Regions from separate parts of the Mus musculus genome. Here region 1 is linked to region 2. A link is a contact called in public HiChIP or PLAC-seq data. All regions are on one chromosome and are shown on one strand. The core of a region is the stretch at or near the end of the contact, and the rest is flanking DNA. Distances in the headings are between cores, read along the strand shown. Region 1 overlaps Ube2o (ubiquitin-conjugating enzyme E2O). Region 2 overlaps Srp68 (signal recognition particle 68).

The links. HiChIP or PLAC-seq counts read pairs in DNA pulled down with a chosen protein or histone mark.
Region 1: a contact with region 2 is called in a FOXA1 HiChIP or PLAC-seq map of pancreatic cancer cells. The contact joins two enhancer-like sites. A contact is called at or near these places in 1 of 115 datasets of contacts at active chromatin or transcription factors (pancreatic cancer cells) and 2 of 9 other capture datasets (adipose tissue and embryonic stem cells).

The regions. Positions count from the first base shown.
Region 1 is chr11:116,570,491-116,575,548 of GRCm38.p6, forward strand. The region is part of intron 1 of Ube2o (ubiquitin-conjugating enzyme E2O); the gene reads right to left. Among named protein-coding and RNA genes, the nearest start is that of Ube2o, 8.4 kb to the right of the region's middle. Within about 2 kb of position 2,836, at least 93 of the 459 cell types and tissues checked have an H3K27ac peak or open chromatin away from gene starts, as enhancers often do. A contact at or near this core is called in pancreatic cancer cells, where this site is marked.
Region 2 is chr11:116,252,733-116,257,655 of GRCm38.p6, forward strand. Srp68 (signal recognition particle 68) reads right to left here. Exons shown (of 16, transcript NM_146032.3): 9 at 1,570-1,668; 10 at 1-61. Among named protein-coding and RNA genes, the nearest start is that of Evpl, 17 kb to the left of the region's middle. Within about 2 kb of position 2,054, at least 134 of the 459 cell types and tissues checked have an H3K27ac peak or open chromatin away from gene starts, as enhancers often do. A contact at or near this core is called in pancreatic cancer cells, where this site is marked.

The DNA.
Region 1 (5,058 bases), core at 1,586-4,085, 320 kb after region 2:
TGCACTGAGGAAAGGCCTATGTGTGGGCAGCTGCTTCTGCCTAGACCAGCCCAGGCTGTGTTCATTCATGCCTCCCTCCCTTCCTCCACCACTGACACCCTGATAACTGTGGTCGTTATATCCATTTTTAATATGGTTTTAAATTTCTCCCAAGTTGCAAGTCTGCTATAATCACTGCAACTGCAGGCTACGCCAAGAGCATCTATGCAGGCAGCACATATAACCAGAGCTTTCAACAAATGAGCCACACTGATCACCAAGGAGGAAACACAAGTTGTGACTCTGCCAAGAGCTTTTAGAACTTAAAGCTCCTACAGGGACAATACCCCCAGATGTGTTCCACGCTGAGAGGCACAGAAGGTAACTCAGACCGACAGGTGACTTTTCCCTGGATGTGGCATCCTCAGTTCTCACACAGTCTCTCCTGAGAAGCCTTGCAGGCAAGAACGTGTGCTCTGAAGCTAGCTCTGTCCTAGCTCCTTCCATCGTACTGTGCCTGAAAGCCCGTGCTGGAAGCTGCCAGAATAGTAAACTGCAATATGGTGTCTCATGACTAATCTGCTCCTAGTATTAGGATATGCGTGTGGGCTGCTCCTGGAGTAATTCTTCATAGTGCTTTCAAAGGAACCCGGTTTGGGCATGGTCAATCTGTCAACCAAGAATGGAGAAGGGCTGACATGAGGGGCAGGTAAGGAAGGGGCCCACAGCTCCAGCACCATGAAACATCTGCAGATGGAGGGCATCTGCAGAGACAGCTCAGTAGCACAGTGTTTATTCAGTTTGTGGAAGGCCCTGGGTGGATTCGCAGCACACAAAAAGAAAGAAAGATGATGAACACTGAAGACTCCTTCATGAATGAGTTGAAGGAATAAGCGCAGGTCGGTCATCATGTTTCCCAGGAATCTGCACACACAGCTCTTTTGCTACCCTTGTTGCACAAGAAGGAATGCCAGTGAGCCACAGGACATTGGAGGGAGGCACTTGTCAACTGGGGGAAGCTGTCAAACTGGATGCAGACAACTGGGAAAGGCTGGTCTGAGGGTGTAAGTCATCAGTAGCAAGACAACTGGGATGGACCTGAAGACAGGATCCCTAGGACATGTCACTCTAGACCAGGAAAAGAACAAGCCAAGGCTGTAGGGAAGAACTGAGCAGAGCAGCCAGGCCTGGTGCTGCAGGTCTGTAGTGCCAACTACTCCAGAAATGGAGTGAGCAGGCGATACTCTAGTGAGCTCAAGGCCAGCCTGGGGTAAGACCCTGTCTCAGAACCCAAAGTAAGGACGAGGTGTGTGAGGTCATCCACCTACCATGTATGAGGCCATGGCTCAGTCCCACGTAAATAACCATGGGAGAAAAGCAAAGGCAAGCCCAGGGAGCAGGTGGCTCAACCAGACACTGATGGCAAAGAGGTCAAAGTCCAAGAGGACCTCCTAGCAGTGGCAGCATTCTGACTGTCAGAAGCTGCGAGCTTTAGCACTCAGGGTGCACTGCCATCGTGTCTGCACCTAACTCACAAGTGGCTTCCAAGGACTCACTTTCACATACACAGACGAAGCCAGATGGCAGAGTGACAAAGGTTGCTGACTCACGGTGGCTGGCAATTAGTTATCAGTGGTCTACTTCTTCAGCTTTTCTGGACGTCTGCAATGTTTTCCTATTAAAAAGTCGGGGGCGTGTTTTGAATCCCACAGACCTGGGGAGGGGAGGGCAGTCATAGCACAAGGCTACACCACGAAGTCTGAGGTGCTAGATGGCTTGGTAGAATGTACACCAGGCAACGAGGACAGTGATGCAGCCGTGGCAGGCACTCATCCAGGTGCAGGTACCACACGTGCTCAGAACCCAGGGAGGGAGAGAAAAGAGGAAACGGGAGCCGAGGGGAGGGAAGGAGAGGCTGAGCAAGGCTTCTAGGGAAGAAAATGAGAAGAAAAAAAGAAAAAAAAAGGTAAGTCAGATATAAAGGGAAGAACCCAATTCCTTTAAGATAAAGCCTTAGGGCGTGGGTGCTCAGGCTGCGGAGATGGCTCAAGGTGTAAAGGGGCTTGCTGCCGAGTCTGACAACCTTAGAGTCCGATTTCTAACATGTAAGGTAGAAGAGAACTCACAAGGTGTTCTCTGACCTTCAAATGCTTTTCATGGCACACATGTGCCCACAAACATATAAACACAAAATAAATGTCAAAAATAAGAGAGCTGAGTTGTCTGCATTAAATAGCATCAAAGGTCCAGTGACTAAGACAGTCAGCAAATATGGTGACCAGAAATTTCCTAGTCACTTACAACCTCCGGGGAGCCATCATATGCAGTGTGACAGGCCAGATGGAAGGCCAAAGGTGAGGGGTCATGAGGAAATGGGAGGCAGACAACCAATTCCACCAGCCCAGGACTGGGATGTCCCCGAGGCCAGGAGAAGCTCTCCTCCCTGGCCAGAAGATGATGTCATCAACCTTCAGGGCCCTCTATGCCCCTTAAGACATGAAGCAGAAGCAGACAAATCCAGGACGCCTCTAGCACCGCATACGCCAAGCCTGATGTTCTAGGAGACAGACAGTTGTGTTCCTGTAGAACTTCCCTTCAGGGGCCAGCAAACGCACTGGGTGAGAAGGCCATCCAGGCTGCTTCAGAAACCCTGCACATACATCCCAGTCGAGGCTCTCACAAGCGGCTCAGAGATGAGCCAGGCAGAAGGACTGCCAGAACCCAGGCTCTAGCTGCAGTATGCAAACGAAGGAGGCTTTCTCTGAAGGAGCCTGCAGGAAATCTGTCCGTGCTAGCCCATCTTCAGCTTTCTGGTTGGGTAGGGCTGACTGGCTCTCCCCAGCCTCTCAGATGACTCAGCATCTTATTTTTTTTAAAAAAACCTTTAAATTGCCATAGTCAGACTGTCCCCCAGATGTGGCTGCTATCAGCTTGAGCCAAAAATGACAAAGCAAGTGTCTCAGTCCCGTGGCCCAGCTGTAGAACAGCAAATGCTGCTGCTGCAGTCTTTCAAAACAGGCAAGCAAACTGACTGCCCAGTCACATACACAACCAGCGAGATCTAACCCCTAAGGGGAGCCATCTCACAGTTACTGCCCACGGGGTCCTTGGAAGGGAGGGGCGGAGCCCCTCCCCACTGTGAGGGGCCAGACGGAAGACCAAAGGTCAATTAAATCATGAAATCTTGCTTTGACTTATCCTCCCCTGGAAGAACGCCACCGGTTATGTGGAGGACTCTGACAACCTGGACACACGTGACCAAGGCTTCATTCAACACGGTCACCCTGAGTTGAAGGACAAATAACCTTGGAACAGATAAATTCAGACAGCCATTAATGTGATTCAATTTTACTCTGATCTACAAAAAAATTCCAGTAAGCACTTGGCTCTTCCCCATATAGCCAACCACACATCGGGTGGTTCCTAACAGACCCCGGGGCAGGCTGAGATGTCAGGTCCGGAGGGGTTCTAAAGGGCACTACTGCTCAGCAAAAGAATGTTCCGGGGCTGCTGCAGCACTGGGGCTGCTGCAGCACTGACGTACATCTCCACCACTGCCCCCTTCCCTTCCTGACCCCCCTACCCCAGGCCATTAGACAAAGTCTGAGGAAGGAGCTAATCAAAACTACCAAACTCCTACTGAGAAAGGACAGTGACAGCGCCTGAGCTGGATGCTCTTACACCTTCCCAAGGGCCATTTCCTCACTTTAGACTGTCAGGCCTGATTAGCAGTCCCAAGAAAGAGGCTAGTCACAGACCAGGGTCTCAAAGTTCCCACGGACCTAACAGGAGTTTAGATCATGTTGTTCTGGGAGAAACCCACAACTGTCCTGACTCCCACTCTGAGGGGATCACAGAGGCAGCTGACACTGTCACGTGTCCACAGTCATTCACATTACACATGATACTTGTACTTCTTTTTAAAAAACGTGGGCCCCAAATAGGTTCCAGGGAATTCCATGAGGCCCAATGTTGTGTAAAATAATAAAAGAGAAAGTTCTTGATCAAACAAAAATGAGAAAGGAAAAAGCAAGGCCATCAATGAAGCAGGGAAGGCACGAAACACCTTGCATGTCCTGAAGCAGAAAACAGACCACAGGCCAGAGGGAGGAAGGGACTGAGGCAGAGCTCAGGCTTCCCAAGGAATCGCTCTTGGCCCTGATTCATGAGTCAGCATTCCCAGCAGCAGGGGACAGCAGGTCAGGCTGGAGTCCCACTATTGACAGTTTTCAGGGATACAGAAGCCCTCTTGCTTCTAGCAGTGGAAGGCGGCCCTTGGTAGGTCGGTGCTGGACTGAGGCAGGCTAGTGCTCTATTCACTCAACATTCTAGGCAATCAAAGGTTCCCCAGAAATAGTGTTTTTGAACGCCAAGGTCAGTAACCGCATCTTGATCAGACAGTTGCCATGAGCACAGAGTACAGCACTAAGTGCCTGGGGCACAACAACCGTGATGGGTTTGAGCTGTGATCCTAGGACAATGCATCATTCCGACCCTTAGGATTCATCTATTACCTCTCTCTGGGAACTTCAAAAGAAGTCTTCCAGCCACGTGGTGAAGCGCACCTTTAATCATAGCTTTTGGGGAGGCAGAGGCCAGTCTGGTCTGCATGCTTACACAGATCTGAGTTTCAGGGTAGCCAGTACTACAGTGAGACTATTAGCTCAAAAATAACCGTGGCTGCCGCCACTGCCAGTAATGACCATCTCCAGACCCGGGGAGCCACAGGGCCAGCTGAGTACCTATCTGTGTAGCCATCTGTTCTGCCTGCTCCTGGAGATGCTACATTAACTAGCGACTACTAAATTACTTACAAAGTCATGAGATCTCATGAGCACTGCTGGAAAAGGCTCCCAAGTCACACCTGTCACCACTACTCCCACCCTATGACATAGGAGTTAGGAATTCCCATGTCACCAAAACAAGCTTTCCAAGGTGCCTCTTTGCTGTGGCCCCACCATGAGACAGAAAAGGGATATTCTGAGCATCAGGACCAAGAGGCCATCCCAGGCACAAGTGGGACTGTCCTGCTGACCACTCTACCAGTGCAGGCTCACTCTAGGGGCTAGAGACACGTAT
Region 2 (4,923 bases), core at 804-3,303:
GCAGGTACTGGAGATTTGACACCTTCCCAGACTCTCCATCAAGGGCATAGTCTCTCTGCTTCTGAAAAGGTAAAAAAGGTATAAAGTAAAACTCGGCCTTGGCTCTCAGTGCCCTTCCATACAATGGGCCATAAAGTTCTCTCCCCAGAGCCACAAAGTCTATCAAGTGTCTGCCATGCCAGGCAGCAGTGGTGCACACCTTTAATCCCAGCACTTGGGAGGCAGAGACAGGTGCATTTCTGAGTTCGAGGCCAGCCTGGTCTACAGAGTGACAGAGTGAGTTCAAGGACAGCCAGGGATACACAGAGAAACCCTGTCTCAAAAAAAACAAAAAACAAAAAACAAAAAAAACAAAAAAAACTCAAAAAAAAGGGTCTGTCATGCCCCCAGGAATCCATTAACAGAAGGACAAGATTACCCCTTTGCCACTGTAAGCCAACACCTGGCCTTGACTGACAGAAAGCTGACAACAGCCAGCTGAGGCTTCCTGTTCTGTCCCCAACTCAACAGTCAGACAGTTCTGTCAGGTGTGGCACACCCCCCTGCAGTTTTGGCTATAGGCGACTGAGACAGGAAGAGCCTGAGTTTAATTACAGTCTGGGAACTTAGTGAGATCTTGGCTTAAACTAGTTTTTTTAAAAACCCACAAGACATTCCCAGCATGCACAAAGTCCTAGGTTCAATGTGCAGTGAACCACAAAACAAAAAAAGCAGCGAGACCACAGCTCCACTGTCGGCTCTGAGACCATAGCCTCCCTGCTGTAGACCCAAATTCTACCATCCCTGTATGCCTGGTGTGACCAGTACCCTAAGCCACCCACATCCTTGACCTCCAGCATCCATGGAGATGTTACTGCATGTGGTAGAAGAGACTCTGGGTGGGAATATTTAAGTGTTTTTCAATTACTAAACTGCAGTCCTCCTGCCTCTGTCTACAGAATGTTACAACTACAGGTGTGCACCACCTCACCTTTAGAGCCATCTCAGTCTACGTTAAAATGCTACTTAAGAACAGGTAGAAACTAGTCATGGCTTCAGCTTCTGTAAACCCAGCTCTCAGGAGCTGGAGAGATGGCTCAGCGGGTAAGAGCACTGACTGCTCTTCCGAAGGTCCCGAGTTCAAATCCCAGCAACCACATGGTGGCTCACAGCCATCTGTAATGAGATCTGACATCCTCTTCTGGTGTGTCTGAAGACAGCTACAGTGTACTTACATATAATAAATAAATAAATCTTTAAAAAAAAAAATCCCAGCCCTCCACAGGCTGAGGTAGTGGGATCATCTGTAGGGGACACACACGAGGGAGGGAGACTCTAGGGTGTGGTATAAAGTGGGAAGGACCTCAGTAAGGCACCATTAGGAAAGGCGGTGCCCCTGGAGACAAGGGGCTGAGACCACTGGATGACTCAAGAATGGCCAGAGAATGAAGTATGAAGTGTGAACCGGAGCCCAGAGGCCTCTACTGCTTACAAGCTGATCACATCTACAAATGGCCCAAGGCCCAGTGATGACCCCTGGGAGCACCCCGAGGACAGCTCAGACTGGGGGAGGACAGGAGATGGGCTGACCTGATCGGGCTTGAGCTCTTCCCTCACGGCTTGGAGGGCGTCTCGGCACTCACTCAGCATGGACTCGAACAGACGCTCCTTCGTTTCTTCACTTTCAGCCTACACAGTGGCAAAATGGAGCAAGAGACTGTTTTGAGCAGATTGGAGGAGGCACGGCATCGCATGGCTCAGAGGTGCCGTATGCAAACCTTTACAATCTGAGCCAACCTGCAGTTTCTGGTTTCTTTCAGATTCGAGCAAAAGACAGAAATTTCTAATCAATATCCAACCAAGAAGATATTTCTCCTAAATATAAGACTAAATTGTCTTCTCTAGACATTCTGGGTCCATTGTTGTACATGGCCAACTCTTTGAGAACAACTTCTGGGCAGAAATGGTTGACAAGAAAGAGGCGACAGTATTCGCCCAGTACTAGGTGTCACCCTCACTACACTGCTCGATAAACCACAAAGTGACTCATTAACTGAATGCCTGCCACACCATGTTTCCAACCGAAAGAACCTGACTGAGCAGGGAAGCCACAAAAGGCAGGAAGCAGATGGCCCTGTGCCACCGGCGAGCAGACCCACTGAAGTGAAAGCGTTAGCATTCCACGGTCATGTTTGACTTTCCACAGAACTAACAGGCAGCCTGAAAAACACCAGCCTTCAACTGGCCTCTCAGGACCACAGAAGCCCGCCCAGAACACCCTCCACTCCTGTGAGAGGAGAAGGAGCCCAGATAAAAATTTCTGAAGATCTCTTGTGTTTTCCCTACATTCTAGTGTAAGGAAATAACTGTAAATTGCCCCATACATACCACACAGACGCTGCCACTTACGGGCCACCTGACTTTCCTGTCCCTTACTAACTTGGGAAACAAATCAGGACCATGGCCTCCGGTACCCTGAAGGCAAACACCACCCCATCAGCTAGCTCACTTCCCACCAGAGCAGTGCCTGCTGTCCAACAGACGTCAGGATGGACAGCTGCTCTAGCCGAGGTCGGCCATGCAGCGGGCATCAGTGTGGACTGCTGGGACCATGGTACATTACATAGAACAAACACAGCAAGGTGCTGTCCTGTCTGCTGTGACTCCAGAGAAGACTCCCTTTCCTCACCGAATCAGACTCTGAGGTTCCAGTGGAACTGTGAAAACCGAGTAAGACAGGTAAACCCCTGTGGAGCCACCGCAGAAAGGGTCAGCCCTAGAACCCACAAATCCGCAGCAGCACTGCTTCAGGTGGGCGGGGCTGAGCTGTCTGGCCGTGGGCAGTAAATGAGGATCTGTCTTCCCTCCTATCGGTAGGAAAAGTTCACATTTAAAATCAGAGGATGCACTCTTGGCTTCTTGCTCTCTGTTTTCTTCCTCCTGCTCCCCCCTCCATTCCTCTCCTCCTCCATCCCCCTCCACTGCTCACAGCTGGCCTCTACTCCTCTACTCTCTCTCTGCCTTTCTGTCTCTACTACCCCCTCAACTCCCCTCACAGTGCCCTGAATAAACTCTATTCTCTACTATTAAAAAAAAAAAAAAAAAAAAAAAATCAAAGGATGCCAGAACGCTAAGCCTCGTCACTGCCTCTGCGGTCGCCTCGGCACCAGAGCGCTGAAGACAAACTTCCGATGCTCCCCCACATTCTATGTCTCAGTAAGGATTTATGAAGATATTCCACAACAACCAAGGAAAAGGTTATGTCTGACGGGAAGGACTTAGTGGGATGTTTTCCACGTGCCACCCACAATGCTGAGTGACTCAGAGACCACCAGTATCTGAGAACTTGCCACGGATCTTCCTGCCTAGGGCAAAATGTCTCCAAACAGGAAGTCTTCATATATTTACGGCTCTCATTTACTCTAGAACCTATACTTGATGCCAAGGTGACTCCCACAGGGAGACACGCCTTTCAACATGCAGGGGCAGGACTGCACTCCACATCCCAGCCTGCCACATCTGCTACCGAGCCAGTACTCAATGGCACACTCCCTGCATAGAAACATGTGGCCCACTGGACCCTGTTCCCGGTGTGCCAATGGCAGTGTCTAGAGCTTGGAAATGATGACCTGCCTGCTCATCTCAATCAATCAACGGAACTCCTCTGGGCCAGCCAGTGCAGGGACACGGCACCACAGTGTCTCCCCCTATTATAGACACTGCTGGGTTGTTTTCACTGGCTGACAGGAATCTTGGGGAGATGGTGGTGTGTGACTAAGAGACACACAGGCAAGCCTGGCCACATTCTCTCTCCACCACACCCACAGGAGAATCATGGGGATAGGAACCAAGTCTCACCCAACCTGAGAGAGAGGCTCAGAAGAAAAAAAGATAAGGAAATAAAGAAAGGGGGTTTGGTTGTTGTTGTTTCTTTCCTTTAAAAAAAAGGGTGGGGGGGAGCGGGCTGGAGAGATGGTTCAGTGGTTAAGAGCACTGACTGCTCTTCCAGAGGGCCTGAGCAATCACCATTACACAACCATCTGTAATGGGATCCAATGCCCTCTTCTGTTATGTCTGAAGACAGCTACAGTGTACTCACATACATGAATAAACAAATCTTTAATAAAAAGAATTGAAAATTTTATTTAAAAAATGGGGGTAAGGGTAGGAAGGTAAGTGCTGTCCATTTTACTCAGACTCCAAAAAGCTGGGTCAGGTTACCTGGTGAAGGGGAAGGCCAATCATTGGGACTTGCATGATAGAAGAAGGGAACTGACTTTTTTCTCAGGTTGTCCTCTGACACCAGCTGTGTGCTGTGGGACACACATCTCTCCTATCCCCACAAAATACATTTAAAATGTAATAATAAATAAATATAACAAACACAATGAAAACAGGTTTGTTGGATTCCCCCCAACACCCAGAACTGAATGGGGCATAAATGACCAAGCACACAAATGTTTTAAAATCTCTCAAAACGAGCTGCCCCCAAACAACCTCACAGCACCACTGCTGGTGACCACCAAAGACTGAATAAGGATTAAGAATACAAAATGGCAGCCCCATGGGAGGAACATCAATATGAACCAACCAGTACCCCCAGAGCTCCCAGGGACTAAACCACCAACCACCGAGCACACATGGAGCTCCAGCTGCATATGCAGCAGAGGACGGCCTAGTCGGACATCAACGGGAGGAGAGGCCCTTGGTCCTGAAAAGGCTCGATGCCCCAGTGTAGGGGAAGGCCAAGGCCAGAAAGCAGGAGTGGGTGGGTTGGTGAGCAGGGGGAGGAGGGAGAGGGTTTTAGGAGGGGAAACCAGAAAAGTGGATAACATTTAAAATGTAAATAAAGAAAATATCCAATAAAGTAAAAAAGGGCAGCCAGGGCTACATGAGATACCCTGTTTCAAGAAACAAAACAAATGAGCGCGTGCGCACGCACAC